Regions from separate parts of the Gasterosteus aculeatus genome. Here region 1 is linked to region 2. A link is a contact called in public Hi-C data. All regions are on one chromosome and are shown on one strand. The core of a region is the stretch at or near the end of the contact, and the rest is flanking DNA. Distances in the headings are between cores, read along the strand shown. Region 1 holds the start of sost (sclerostin). Region 2 has its middle 14 kb from the start of meox1.

Region 1 (7,200 bases), core at 1,067-3,566, 46 kb after region 2:
CCCGCTCCCCCCTCCGTCCTTCAGCCTCGCACTAATGGTGGCGGCCTGCGTGACCCCTGGGGGGGGGGTCAAAGTCCCCGCTGTGACCCCGCAGGGACCAAGACCAGGGCGTCCCACATGCCGGTTGAAGAAAATAATCCAGGAGGTTGCTGTGGACTTGTTTGAATGTCCTCATCAGTCATATGTCACCCCCCCCCCCCCCCCCCCCATAGTGATTGAATAAAGACAAATGTGAGAAAATGTCTCGCACCCATCTTGAGTCCACCGGCGTGAGATTGCTCCACAAGCACCGCTTGAATCAGAACATGAAACCTTTACTGGCCGCAGGTGGGAATCATTGTCAGAGGCAGTGTTGCGTTTAACCTCCCGCACCCCCACCCCCACCCCCACCACCTCCACCTCCACCTCCTGGCACCCCCCTGAAGAACAGACTGTAGTTGGGTTTTTTTTGGAGACATGTTGTTGCAATCATGGTGATGTAAGTACAGCTTGATTAATGGTATAAAAAGAGGAGGAAATACGCAGGAAGACAAGGTGAAAAAAGGCCCGATGTCTCTGGGAAGGTTTCAGACCGAAGAAACACAACAAGAACGGTCGTCTGCCGCTCTCGCCCTCCAGTCTGACGGGGGTTAACAAGAAAACACTCTTCCCACACACACGATCTGCTCCTGATCAGGGAGGCACCAGGTCCAACAGGCAGGTGGTCTTGGTGCTGAGAATTTACACAGTTTAAACTTCATCATCCGATGATCTCAAGATTAAATTCTAGTGGATCATGTCTAATAAAACTATTAAACACACCAAATAATAATATATATATATTTTTTATCATTAATATTAGTAGATAAATTGTCAACATGAACTTAAATTGTTCAGGCATTAAAAAAATATTATTTTCGTATACACACATATTTGTATGTATGTATTTATATTTGTAAAAAAAGAAACGTATATAGAATTGTTGACTCTACATTGATAATGATGCATTTGAAATCATTTATTAAGACGATATATCTGAGTGCCCGCGCGCACTCACTCGCGTGTAAACGCGCGGTGGAATTCACTGATGTAAATGCATCGTGTTACATCCCAAAAGATGTACCACTTAAGTTTCCTCACTTTTTATTTAAAAAAAATAGTCTGCATCCCTATTTCCAATATTCCATTTTCCCTCCAGTCTTTTTTTTTTACATCCAGAACATGAAGAAGAACTTACTGTATACTGTGTTTGCTGCCCTTCCGCCGGCTTTCGCCCGGTTATTCATACTGCCGTTGTTGTTGTTGTTGTTGTTGTTGTTGTTGTTGTTGCCGTCGGATGCCTGTAGTACCGCCTCGTGAGGAGTCCCAGTGTTTCCCGCGTACTCCGGTAAAATCTCCGTGGCGTCGTTCTTCAGTAGCTTCCATCCTCTCGCGGCGGCGCAGCATCCCTGCAGCAGCACGACGAGGACCAGAGACACCTGCATGCTGCTCGGTCCGAGGACGAAGACAGGACAGAGAGGACAGAGAGGACAGAGAGAGAGACAAGTCGGTCACATCCACCTCTCGGTGCAAGACGCGCCGCCCGTATTTAAGCGAGTTCTCCTCAAAGCGGGACAATTAAAGCGATGACGCGCAGTGGGCGGGGTCGAACCCGGGGAGCGATTCATTGAGAAACGAGCAGGGGGGGAGAGAGAGAGAGTGAGAGAGAGAGAGTGAGAGAGAGAGAGAGAGAGAGAGAGGGGCGGGGGGGTAATAGAGGGATGGAAAGTGAGAGGAGAGGGAGAGGGAGAAAGGGGGAGGAAAGGAGAGGGGTAAAGCAGTATGAGGCCGTTATGGAGATGGAGAAGGGGAGAGGGAGAATGGAGGAAGCGGAGAAAGCAGAGGTGGATGGGGCGAGAGAGGAGGAGATGAGAGGGAGGACTAGGAGGAAAGGTGAGAGGAGAGAGGCAGAAACGGTGGAGTCACTGTGGAAAGTCAGAAAGGAGAAGCAGGATGGAAACACGAGGACATTATGAAACAATGGGGGATGAATAGAGGAGGGGGGTGAGAAAAAAGGCCGATATAGATAAAGGGAACAAAGAGAGAGGAAGAGAGATCAAGGGAAGAAGAGAAAAATGGAATAGAGGGAAGGAGAGAGGAGAAAGGGAGCTGAAGATAAGAAAGTAAAGGAGGGGGTTTATACATGATGGAGAACAATAGGAGGAAATGGGAGCAAAAGGGGAACCGAGGGGATCAGAGGAGACAAGAGGAGGAGACAAGGGAGAGGAAGGGGCTAAAAGGAGAAGAAAACAGAGACAAGGAGCTAACGTCTGTCAGAGACAGCTGATCTGCTCATCTCACAGTGCAGCGGTTGGACTTCAGTGTACAAATGCATCTCCTCCTCCTCCTCCTCCCACTCCTCCTCCCCCTCCACCTCCTCCACCTTTAATGCTTTCTGCAGCATTCCACGTATGAAAAGCCAGTCTTTCATTTGTCGAGGCGGTTTATTTATTTTGGACCACCGCCTCTCGCTCCTCCTGCGCCTCCTTATCCTGCTGCTCCTCTGCACCGAAACGAGGCGAAGTGAATCATAAACGCCTCATGTGAACCAACGCAGCGCCGCCGTCTCAGTTCATCCATCTTTTCACACCTCCATCACCCTCCCTCCCTCCTGCGATAAGGTGTGAGTTCACGTGATGATTTGACATACTTCAGTTTGAGCAGCTCAACATGGACCGCTGCCGTGACGACGGAGGACTCTCACTCAAACACTGCCCTCTGGAGGGAGAATGGACGAAGGTCCTCCAAGGTGATCCAGATGTGTTGAGAGTCATACGGAGGGCGTTTAGGTACCACGGCCTTCACACATCTTGGCCCATAACGTCACTTCACTTCATTTGGAAGACAATGTTCATTTTCAATGTTTCTGAATCAAAAATACACTTTTCATAAGTACGTTGCATAAGAGGCTCGTGTTTTGTTTGTCACGCAACTTGTGGAATTCCCTTTTCAACTTCACGTCACTGTAGTCGTTGGAAACCAAACTAAGTGTTTTTGTTTTGCTTAAACCTTTATCTTTAAATGCATAAAACAAGACAGAATCTGCACTTGCTGCTCAATTAAAAACAAAAAAAAGTAGGAGAGCGTTTTCACAAGATATCGTAGTTTATACATTACAAGTGTGTTGAAATCACAGTATTGAATAAACAAATACACTTGTGTACTTCTTACATAACAAGAGTAAAGTTCCCTTTTACTCTTTGTTGGTCTCGGGACATGAACCGCCGTCTGCTGGGTGAAGGTTCTGTGTATGTTTGACCTTCCTGCGTTTGGTGGACTTTCATGGTCGTTATAGAAGCGTTATAAGTGACAGCTGATGCTCAATTAAAACCCACAACAAACATTTATTTTCTGTTTTCCTAACATTCTTACTGCATATTTAGACATCTTCAACTCTTGACCCCATCCGACTCTCAGAAGCGTTTCTTCGTGTTAATGTGCAATGGCGTCGTCGCGGTAACGAAGGCGAAACGCGCCGATCGCTCCGCAGGCCGATGTGTGTCTCACGGTAACTGCAGCTGACAGTCAGGTCCTCCTATCGAGTTCAGGCCCGGAGCGCTGAGCCGGTGCCAGAATGCTTTTATTTTTGCTTTTTAGGGTGAGCGACGGGTGATCCGACTGTCTGCACGAAGCCGCCCCTGATTACAGCCCTCCTCGCCGACGTCCCGACCGATGTCAGCGCCGGTCTCCATTTAGGCCTCTCTGGGTTTCTTTATGGAGCCCCTGGGCCCCAGCGCAGTGTTTTCTATCTTGATAACAGCACAACGAGGCCCAAATAACAATCAGATGCTCCCCGGATTGCGAGTAAGCCTGCAGCGCCGCAGAGGACGGCGGAGCATGACTTTGTTTTTATGGAAAGCCGTGTTTTCAGTTCATAAACAAACTGTCCTCGGCTGCTTGAGCTCTGTGTGTGTGCGTGTGTGTTTTCTCTTGCGTGGTTCGTGAAGCAGAGTTGGTGAAGGGCTCGATCACACAGGTTAGCAAGAGTAAATAAAGGAGATATTGTTGTTTGAAACTGTGCCGTGTTCGACCCGAGGGTCTGACAGAGTGAATTATTCATTATGTGTCCACCGCAATCATGCAGAGGAGGCCGGTGGAGCTCTCTGGCCTCCCACATTAACCCGTGGACGGGGAGAACAGTGGACGCTTCATGCACGGGGAGCAAACGGCCACATGTTAATGTGACCCCGCCTCATATTTAAAAGTTAAATTCCCCAATCATGCAGGGCTGAATAGAAGGAGTAGGTGAGACTTTTTTGGCATTTGTCCGCAACACAGAGTGACGAAGACTGATACGTTTCTTAACACGTGAGATGTACGGTCAGATTTCTGGTTTTCATGTTCTGGTCGCCTCTCATTTACAGGTTTGAATCCCAATTCAACCAATATTAGACTATTCTACCTTTAATATTTGAAGGCTTTGGCTACTGCTGTTGAATAAAAGAAAAAAAAAGCTCTTTATTGAAAAGTAATTCAAATTCCTCAAAGTCAGGTATCAAAGGTGTCTTATTATTTTGATATCAATAACACAAGGACAAGGCACAAGTACTAAAACATGTCAAACAATGTTAGAGCTGAAAAGTGAATAATCGTCAGGTCACCTGAGAGCCCGAGGCACTGGACACGATGTGCACAGTGATGAAACATGGAAAAATCCATGTTGTGCGCCCAGCTGCAAACTAAAATATGCAAGCCAACGTTCTTTTTGTGACCCACAAGCCTTTGCGCCGTGGACAAAGACAGGGTCAAAGTTCAAGGTGCAACATTGTGACAGAGTAGGACGTCCCAATAAAATGCAACATCTCTCATAAGAGCAGCTGCGGAACGCAGAGAGCTTCGCCAACTGGAAGACAGATGAAAACGTCAACGTGGTGACAGCAGGCTGTGAGCGTCGTCATGGCGACGTGACCCGTTGGTTTGTGGACTGACGTTTTGAAGCCTCAAGCTTGTCCATTTTGCCCTGTAGTAGCGACAGCGTTAAAAAAGGTCCAAAAACCTTTGGGGCCGGTGGCCGACTGCAAAGTTTCTGTGTGCATCACTTTTTAGTTGGAAACAGTTTCCGTTGTGTTGTGAGCTTGTTCCTCTTTGTGCTGCTGGAACGTTAACTACTGATGTGTGACGCCTCCTCGTTGCTGATGTGGAGTCTTTGGTCTGCCCTCATTTTTTAGTCTCTCCAGTGGACTATTAAGTTGCTTCATGATTTATTCACTAAGTCTTTTTCTCTTTGCACTTTGTTACATTTCACTTTTACCGACTCACCAACTTCCACCTCAGCAACGCATCGGTTTTTGAAACATTTTGAGTATAAGGCAGTATAAGATAATTCCTCAACTACATGTGTTGCTCATTACGAGATCTGAACGAAGCTGAGGGCAGCAAAGTCTGGATAAAAACCACACATTGTATATTTATGCACCCTGGAGTTGAGAATTGGTAAAAAATAAATGCATATTTTGAATATTTGCTGGTGTGTTCCTCTCAGATGTGGATCAGTTACGAATGTCCTGATGCTTCAGTGTGGTTTGTTCCATTTGAAGAGCTGTCTTACACTGTTTACATAAGAACAATCTGGACCAATTACTACGCACAAATCAAACTTCAAAAGAACAAGATCTCTTCTGTCGGGACAAATCTACGCTAAGAGCACGGATGAAGTTACAAAGCAGACCATTGTGGAAAATCTGTTATCACGTGTATGACACACAGATATTTATCGGTGTTTGTGCATTCGAAATGGAGATCGTATCATATCTACATTTTAAGTGGCTGCACATCTGGATATATTTACAGCGGCACGCTGTTTCACATGTAACTGCACTACACGTATTCCCACTTTCGAGCCCGTCATGATGAAGAAATTACGCTTTCTCTCTTAAACTAAAACAACCTTAAATTTCACTATAATTTTGAATACGACACAGAATGTCAAAGAGAATATATCAACGGTGTTGGACGTTGAGAGAAGAATCCGGAAAGATCCTTGACCCCGTCTCACACTGTTGTCTGCTCTGTATCACTTTGTACATCTCCAGCAGCTCAGACAGAACGATGATTCATCACTTGTGCAGCTGCGCGATGAGGACAAAAAGCAACACTTGTTGTTTTCATGCACCGGGCGAAAACGGAGCCGTGGACGCGGAATTGGAACGGGTCACGGCTCTTGGTCATGGATGCTGACGTCTAACTGGAGGTTCATGGGTCTGCTGGCGGCCACGCTGGGTTTCTCCAGGAGAGCAGGAGGTCACTGGGAGGTGACCGCAGGACTTGATGAGCCTCAAACTCCAAACTGGGCTTGCTCTTTCACTCGTATGTGGTTTCTGCGCACAAAAAGCAAAGGTTTTAACCCTGGCGGTTATAAATTACACTCTGGCCATTCCCTCGTGTTTGTCTTTGGGGCTTTTTTTAGTGAATCATCAAAATAGAAAGTGTGCCCGTTGAAACTATCCTGGACCTCAGAGACCACGCTTAGCCGTCCTCTGACCACCTCGAGTCTCTCGGCACACCGCTCGCCACCAGACAGCCGGCTGCAGGGGTTATTCTTAGCAGGGAGAGGAATTACCCGACAAATTATTCACGACACACACACACAAAAAAATATTGCTTATGTCTCTGAGCTCCTTTTCTTTGGTACATTAATTACTGCATATTTGAAAAGGAGCTACATTTTATATTGAGAGCATAAATAAAGCATCTAATATCCTCCATTAACCACTGGAACACATTTCAGTGGAGGACAAAGTCATGGTTTATAGATACAACATCAACACACTGTTAGAGGATAAAAAAGCTGTCACATAGGCTAAAGCAGGGGTGTCAAATATACGGCCCGTGGGCCCGGGTGACTTTGCTAAGTGTGAAAATGACAGAAAAGACATAAATTGCATTCCTAAAAAGTCTATTCTGTTACACTTCTTAACCATAAACACAAAGCAGACTCCCAACAAGCACTAATGTGTATGTACTGTACACATTATACTGTGGCCTTTGTAAACATTATGCAATTACCCACTTCTTCTTCTTATATCCCTGTTTTAGAGCTAACGCTTTTGTGCTTAGCATAAAGACAGCGAACGGAGGGGAACAGCTAGCCGGCTTTCTTAAAAAGGTGAAAATAGATACACACCGAGAGCTCACAGATGAACTTTTGTTTCATTTGTGGCTTTATACAAAGGTATATTTATA
Region 2 (7,118 bases), core at 2,777-5,276:
AACTCGGCACAAGGCCTTTGTTTAATACATTTAAAACTGGATAGAATTGGAAAGTCGGATCAGTTGAGACACTCAATTGTATGACTGTAGGGAGGAAATTCAAAGCACTACTTTTTCTACTTTTAGAAGCATATTTCAGATGTTTTAGTCCTTTTAAATAGTAGAGTAAATCTTCACGTCATATCTGCTGCCCTTAATTTGGCTATTTGGATACTCGACCAAGTTCAGGGGCCTAAATATGTTCAAACTACACTCCTTGTTTTCTTGAGGCCTCTGATGATCATCTTTTTAGGAAACACAGTGCAGACCTTCGCTTTCTGTCCACCAATTACACAATGGCTTCAACATGTGAATTCAATTTAACAGCCATTGTTTTGGAAACAATTTATATCAAATCACCTTGCAATTTTTTGCCGCAATCTCACTAACACCGACTGGCACATGGAGCGGAGCTCGCTGCAAATAGAAGTTTGTAAAGGTTTGTGGGACATTGGGGGCGTCGGTCCCGTCCGGTGCGTTGAGTGGTTCGTGTCAGGTAATTTTTACAAGCCGCTGTGAAGACAGATGTGACAGGAGGGCGGCTGGGGGGGGCGAGATGATAGAGAGCTTCATCCTGTGCCAGAAGGAGAAAGGAGAGTTTTGGAGGCCGGAACCGCACGTTGCGGCTTCTCGTTCCCCCAGACTCCCCCCCAAAGAAAAATCAGTTGGAGTCAAAAGCAGAGTCTAAGGGTGAAAAGCAAGCAACGTTCCATCGTCTCGCCCCACAGCTGGATGCTGAGGCCTGGTTCTGATGGAGATTGGACCTGGCAGACGTAATCACGCAGCACTATTTGAGAAACCCTTCAGTGTGAATGGAGCTTGAAGCTTTTGGGGAATAAAACAATGCCTTCCTGCAGAAGGAATGATGGATCCTAGAGAGACCGAATGAACTGCTCTGGATTCATCTCCTCAAAAGAGATTGTGGTTTACTTTTGGGGAGAGAAAGACTGTTGGTTTAGGTCTTTTCATGTGAGAAACTGGACCGTGAGAGCTTATAGAAGCTGATTTTACAAACCTTTAAAAGAGTAGCCACAACTTCATATTGTTGCACTTTTGGCCTCACACCAGATTTAGGATTTAGATTTTGGATCTTTGCCTCATAAAGTTGTTCCCGACCTTTAGACCTTCTTCTTCACTCTCCATTTACAGCTCTCTTTGTTTTGGACTGAACCGGGAAGTCGTGACTTGCTGAGACCCCGTCGGATTCCAAGTTTCCAACTCTGCAGCAGCAAACTGGGTTCAAGTGGAGTCTCGTTCATAGTGTCAGTCCGTCCTCGCGACACAAATCGCTGCACACGCTATCCGGTCGGGACCAGGTGAGCTCTGGTCACCTCTGGTGGTGAAGACCGGACCATTGTGAGAGCATGAAGTCATGAGAGCCTCACAGACACGAGCAGTGCGGTGATATAATGCATGAAGGTTTTACGGCATGCATGAAGGTTTACGGCGTACATGGATATCATTTATCACCTATTATTATCGTTCCATCTGTTTACACTCACCCTGCCGTCTCATTAACACACACATCTGCGCGGCAGGTGTTGGCACGCTGGGAGCTATTATTAGCAACCGCTCGGTTTCTTCTTCACGTAACGGCCAGCAGTGATTTGGCTGAATTGTTGGAGCAGCTTTATTAGTCTGTCAATGAGCCTCCGTCTGTACATTAAAAATGAAATTTTAGAAACCTGGGCAGAAAAACGGAGTCCTTATGATGCTTTGGCTTCAGCTGCAAGTGTGAACTCGCAATGGCGTGCTTTGTAAAAAAATTTATGAAGCATATTTATCACAATTTTCTTTTTCCATAAAAGAAAAAGGGTGTGTGTGTGCAGCGAGGCTGAAGAAGAATGCTGGAGCCAGCGAGCAGGAAGCGATCGGGATGTGTCAGGGTGGGGGTGGAAGGCAGGACTCAGATGCAGACTTCTCCGAAACAAAAAACTTTAATAGTCACCAGATACAAAATCCAAAAGGCCAAGGGGCAAAAACAAACAGGCATGAACCTACGGCGATCCACAACAGGAGACAAGAACATGCGTGGCAAAAGACAATGACGCGACAAGTGACACAAGAGACACACGGCTTAAATACACAAGGGAGGTGCAGGTGATTGGACACAGGTGGAAACTATTAAGACGATCACAGGGGATGACGGGACAAGGCAGGAAGTGAAGTTACCCGGGGACACAAGTGGCAGAAAACTACAAAATATAACATGAAGTGAACCACACCGTGACAGGGATGTTCTGTTTCACAGCCATTGGGTGTATTTTACCTTCACTGAACTTCGGCAAAGATGAGCCGACTTTATCTGCTCAGTGCCGTCGTCGAGCAGTTTTTATAGGAACCGATTCATTAAACTAGGACATTTGCACTAGTGTGCATGAGCGGCCCTGCAGTGGTCCCTTCCTGTGGGGTGCCGTCCTGCTAATTCAACCTTTGAATGTCCCATTTCTGCATCCAACAGAAAGACACGTGGCTAAATATAGTCTCGTACCTGACCTCGGTGTGAAGCACGATGACTCATCGCCCCCCCCAGAGCGAGGTCATGCGAGAAGAGCCCCCTGTTTGCCTCCCCTCCCTTTCAGAGGTCGACCCCGATTACGCCACCAGTGCGTCGCTCTCGCTCCCACATCTGTCTCCAATCCACGGCAAACCAACCGGGACCGGGACCACTCATTATTCATAAACCAGTTGCTCTCCTGCTTCACACCAGTCCAGTTACGTCATATTTGTTTATGCCGTTTTGACAGGGAGCCCCCACGTCCACGCGAAAGGTCACATTGGGAAACGTTTATGGAGATCTATCTCTCCCGAAATGAGCTCCCTCCGGAGTTCGGTCGTCCTGACGTAAGAGGCCTGACGACGAGGGTGGTGTCCCTCGGTCTCTTGTAGTGGAGTTTGTCGTGGTTTCACAGCATCTCTCCAGTGCCGGACTGGGAGCGCAGTGTCTCTATCTGACCACACGGGGGAGCTGTGTGACTTTCCCAACTCATCCTGGGGTTCATTCCGTCGAACCTGAACCACCTTCACGCTTATTTTCAGTTTCAGTCCAATAGATAAAAATATCTTATATATATATATATATATATATATATATATATATATATTTTATATATTATATATATATATATATATATAAGATATTTTTTATATTTGTATATATATATATATATATATATATATATATTTATGTATATATATACGTAAATATATAAATAAATATATATATATACTTATAAAAATATACATATTTAAACAAACAGGCTCATTATTTCAGCCATATATATCCATTTCCCAACAATTAGGGAGCCAATGAGACGCCAGAATTGGGCTGATGTTCATGTCATATTATCGTACACATAATCTACAGCTCAGCTCCAATAAAAGGGGTGAAGTTAAGAAAATAGTGGCATTTACAGTGAAGCATTCACGCAGTCGGCTCTGAGTCTGGATGTGCCTTCGCCTTCTACCTACTTTCTTTTACTTGCTAAATAAACACAGCGAGCCACAGGAATGTTATCCTGAACCCACTAATTGGCCTTGATTACATTAATATAGTTTAGGTTGAAATTGCCCCTTTCCCCTTCCTATTGCCATTGTTTATTTGCTGCCCCCCCCCCTCCTCCCTCTCCTCCCGTGCTCCTCCTTTCCCCTCCCCATGCATCGCTTTCACTATTAACACACATTAGCGGTGATTGGATGTCAGACGTGAGCGATACGATCCAATGGCTACATTCATTGCATGTCCCGGTTGTTCACATGCGTGTTTGTATTGAGCGCACGGGACAAAATCTTCGTTCCGTGCTCCTCTCTGTGTTTATGGATTTTATTCGGGATTTAAGTGGAATCCTTTTCCTCTCAGTTGCTATTTATTGATATTTCCACACATAGTTAGTCCGTCACCGAACCCAGCGGGGCCGGCCCTCGTACAACCGCAGATGCAGAAGAGGCCCGGATGAGACGGAGGAACCTGTCCGATGAGTCACTATTTCAACACATCGCTTTTGAGAGAGGTGTGTTTTCACTGCGCAGGGATCTGAAGACAGCGACGGCCTCCGTTGGCTGTAAAGAAATCATGTTTCAGACACTGGGAGATGTCAAAGGCTGACGTGCGTCATGACTTTAGCGAGGCCGCGAATCACTTTATTGCTACTTCGGTGCAATGGAAGGGCCGAGCGGGAGATGTCAGCAGGTGTTTGTCTGCTTTGTGAATCGCTCGCAGCTGCGGCATGTCAAAAGGTCACTTCTTTACACCCGGACCTCGAGGCCGTAACACCGCCGCTGTTCAGCGTCGGGAGGAAAACAGATGGTGCTCGCGGTACCTTACATGCCCGGTTAGTCCTGATCCTCCCAGATGGTTATTTATGCAGATCCAGGACCTCGGTGAAGCCGGGGAGTTCATAACTCACCGGGCCTGAGAACCCCGATTCTACGAGGATTATTTTTTTCTTCCTCTTATCGCAACTGAAATCCGCATTGATTTATTGTGTTTTGAATTATGCTTTGGCGACGTCATTGCTCACAGGAGAGATGCCAAACTCCTTCAAAGCCCGTTGACGTTCCTCTGCAAAATGACGGAGCTCGTAAGACATTTTTTTTAAAGAAGCCCGAGCTCGACCTCGGCGAAGAGTTAGTCATGGCGATGAAGAATAAAAACATAGATAAAAAGCCCTTTTGTGTCTTTGATGGCGTTCAAGAACCAACAGACAGAAAGGAAAGAAGAAGAAGAGGAAGAGGAAGCGTGAGAGATTAAGTGCGGTTGTTCTGGCCGGAGAGCCGAGGCAGGACGCCAAGAGAGACTCACTTATTGTGATACCAACACACTAAAGGTTCTGCACAACTGTGTTCATTCTCACACACATAAACACACTAAATATTATTTCCAAAGGTAAACACCAGGCACACACACACATGCTTTCTAATTGTTTGAGTGTTTGTTCATAGCGATGCCTTATTAAATAATAGTCAACGTGACCCAAATTATCTAATGCACCAGCCTAAATATTTGGAGATACGGAAACCTTCTCCAAACCGGCAGCGTTGCACAATAGCTGAGGCGGTTTCACCGCGCATAACAATATTATGCTATGAGGAGATTAATATCCAAAATAACATGGAAACAATTGAGGGGAGATTTAGAACAAGCAAAGTTCCCATTGGTTGAGTCTGCTGCAGAAACACCCATGAAGACTCTATTTACACAGCAAACACAATTACAGAAAAATGGCATTCATTAGACGATAATCTGACCCACTGCCATTCATTACAATACAATATTATCCAACACAATGATAAGATTACTAAGGACTAATTGCGTAATTAAGGTTAAACAAAACTGAAAGTAATTTATTCTATTCATTACAGTTAAATCCCAGATAGATTTTTTTATTATGAGTTACCTGCAGCGCTGCGGTACTGACGATGTTTCTGCTTTCGTCACAAAAATTTAGTCAAACTCAAAATAAAAGGGTCACCTTTCTGGAGTTTTCACCGGGCTGTCAATGAAAGAAAAATATTGTTTTAGCCAACGGCGTGATCAACTGACCATTAAAAGAAGTAGTTATTAAAGAGAAGCGCCAGAGTGCAACGGGCTGCTTGTGCGTGAGGCTAATTGGGGGCCGCGTTGGACCCCGAGAGGAGCAGCGAGGGGACGTGACCGGGTTCAGGGAAACACTCGGCAGCCATGTGACAGAAAGTCGTGTGGCGTGTCGTGAGCGTCGGCCTCGAACGCCCTCTGACCTTGATACGGAAATCACTAGGTACACACCCTCCTGTCAAACATCAGCATTCCTCCCCCAGGAACACACAGCCTCAGCCCTGCGGTCCCTGGCTCATCAGTGCTAAACAGGGTTTTGAGGGGGGGGTAATGGTGGTTGGGGGTGCACCACATGTTGTGTCGCGGTTAACCCGAGTGCCGACTGCTTCAAAAGCCTGAATTAATGCAACCCATCTTGGACCGATCCTCCCGTTTGGGATGAAGGGGGGGTAGGGGGGGGGGGGGTAACGTGGTGGATCAACCGCTGCCCCACCCACAGCCACGACCCGCACGACCTGGACTCGTCACGCGGCGGCACACAGCACAGCGTGCCAACGCCGCTCCGGTATCAGCTGGTCTCTGTTGATGTGGTTTTCTTTCCGGGTTCTTCAAACTGTTTCCAAGAGGCCTTTCGAGCAATGTGTCAATTTCCAAGGGTACGCGGTCTGATTTGGGTCCAACAATTGTGCGGTACCTCGCCACATGGCGGCTGGAGACGGGCGGGGAGGAATTGAGGAACTCATGAATGAATGTTCTCCAAGGGCCGAGGCTAAGCTAGCTGCTGGTAGCTGCTGGTAGCCGCTTAGCGCCGGCGCTTTGGTGAAAAGCACAACCCGAGGTGTTAGTTTTGTCTTGTTGTGCGGGTCCTCGTGAAAAGTGGCACTCCAGCCGCACGAGAGCAACGAGGAAACCTCGCAGGTGTGTAACTGAAAGCGAAGTACGGGGGCAGGAAGTGGGGAAGGGGCCACCTGATCCTGTCGATCCCTGATAGTGCCGCGCTAACCGAACATGTACATAAGAACAGATACAACCATCTATGTCTAAATTAGGATGAGCCCTCGAGAATGATCACCTTGATTTGCAAAATATTTAAAGCTGCACTCGGCACCTCATTCAGCAGCTAAAGAGCTGCTTTATTTCAGTTCGGCGTTAAAGGAGAATGAATTATTGGAGTTCTGTGCCGCTGGAATGGTTTGAAAAGTAATGAATTGCCGACAGGTTCTACCAATTAAACTTTATAGGGTGTTAATATGTCAACGTTGTTCTTTCAGCTTGTTGCTTTGCCCACAAATGGCAAAAAAACAACAACTCCCTTCATTACCTCCGTGGTTGAGTGATTAATAGTTTATTCGATTGCTCAATGATGAGTAATGAAGGAGTAATTAATCACGCTTCGTTTCAAGTGACTCCCCAGGACCGTAACCGATGCGCTCGGGGCCACACAGAGAAAAAACAGAACCCGACTTCTTTCCCAAGAAGAAGAAAGAAGAAAGGAGGACGGCGACGGCGGCGCCACTGGAACAGCTTATTCACACAGAGCGGAGCC

Evidence for each region. A called contact is a pair of places that touch in the nucleus more often than the background predicts.
Region 1: a contact with region 2 is called in a Hi-C map of whole body, with 7 times the contacts expected there. The contact joins the promoter of sost here to the enhancer-like site in region 2. A contact is called at or near these places in 5 of 6 Hi-C or Micro-C datasets (liver, skeletal muscle, tail fin and 1 more).

What each region holds. Positions count from the first base shown.
Region 1 is chr5:8,591,506-8,598,705 of fGasAcu3.hap1.1, forward strand. It overlaps sost (sclerostin), which reads right to left and starts at 2,317. Exons shown (of 2, transcript XM_040177328.2): 1 at 1,217-2,317. The coding sequence starts at 1,463.
Region 2 is chr5:8,543,520-8,550,637 of fGasAcu3.hap1.1, forward strand. No RefSeq gene overlaps it. Among protein-coding and RNA genes, the nearest start is that of meox1, 14 kb to the left of the region's middle. Within about 2 kb of position 4,027, at least 3 of the 9 cell types and tissues checked have open chromatin away from gene starts, as enhancers often do.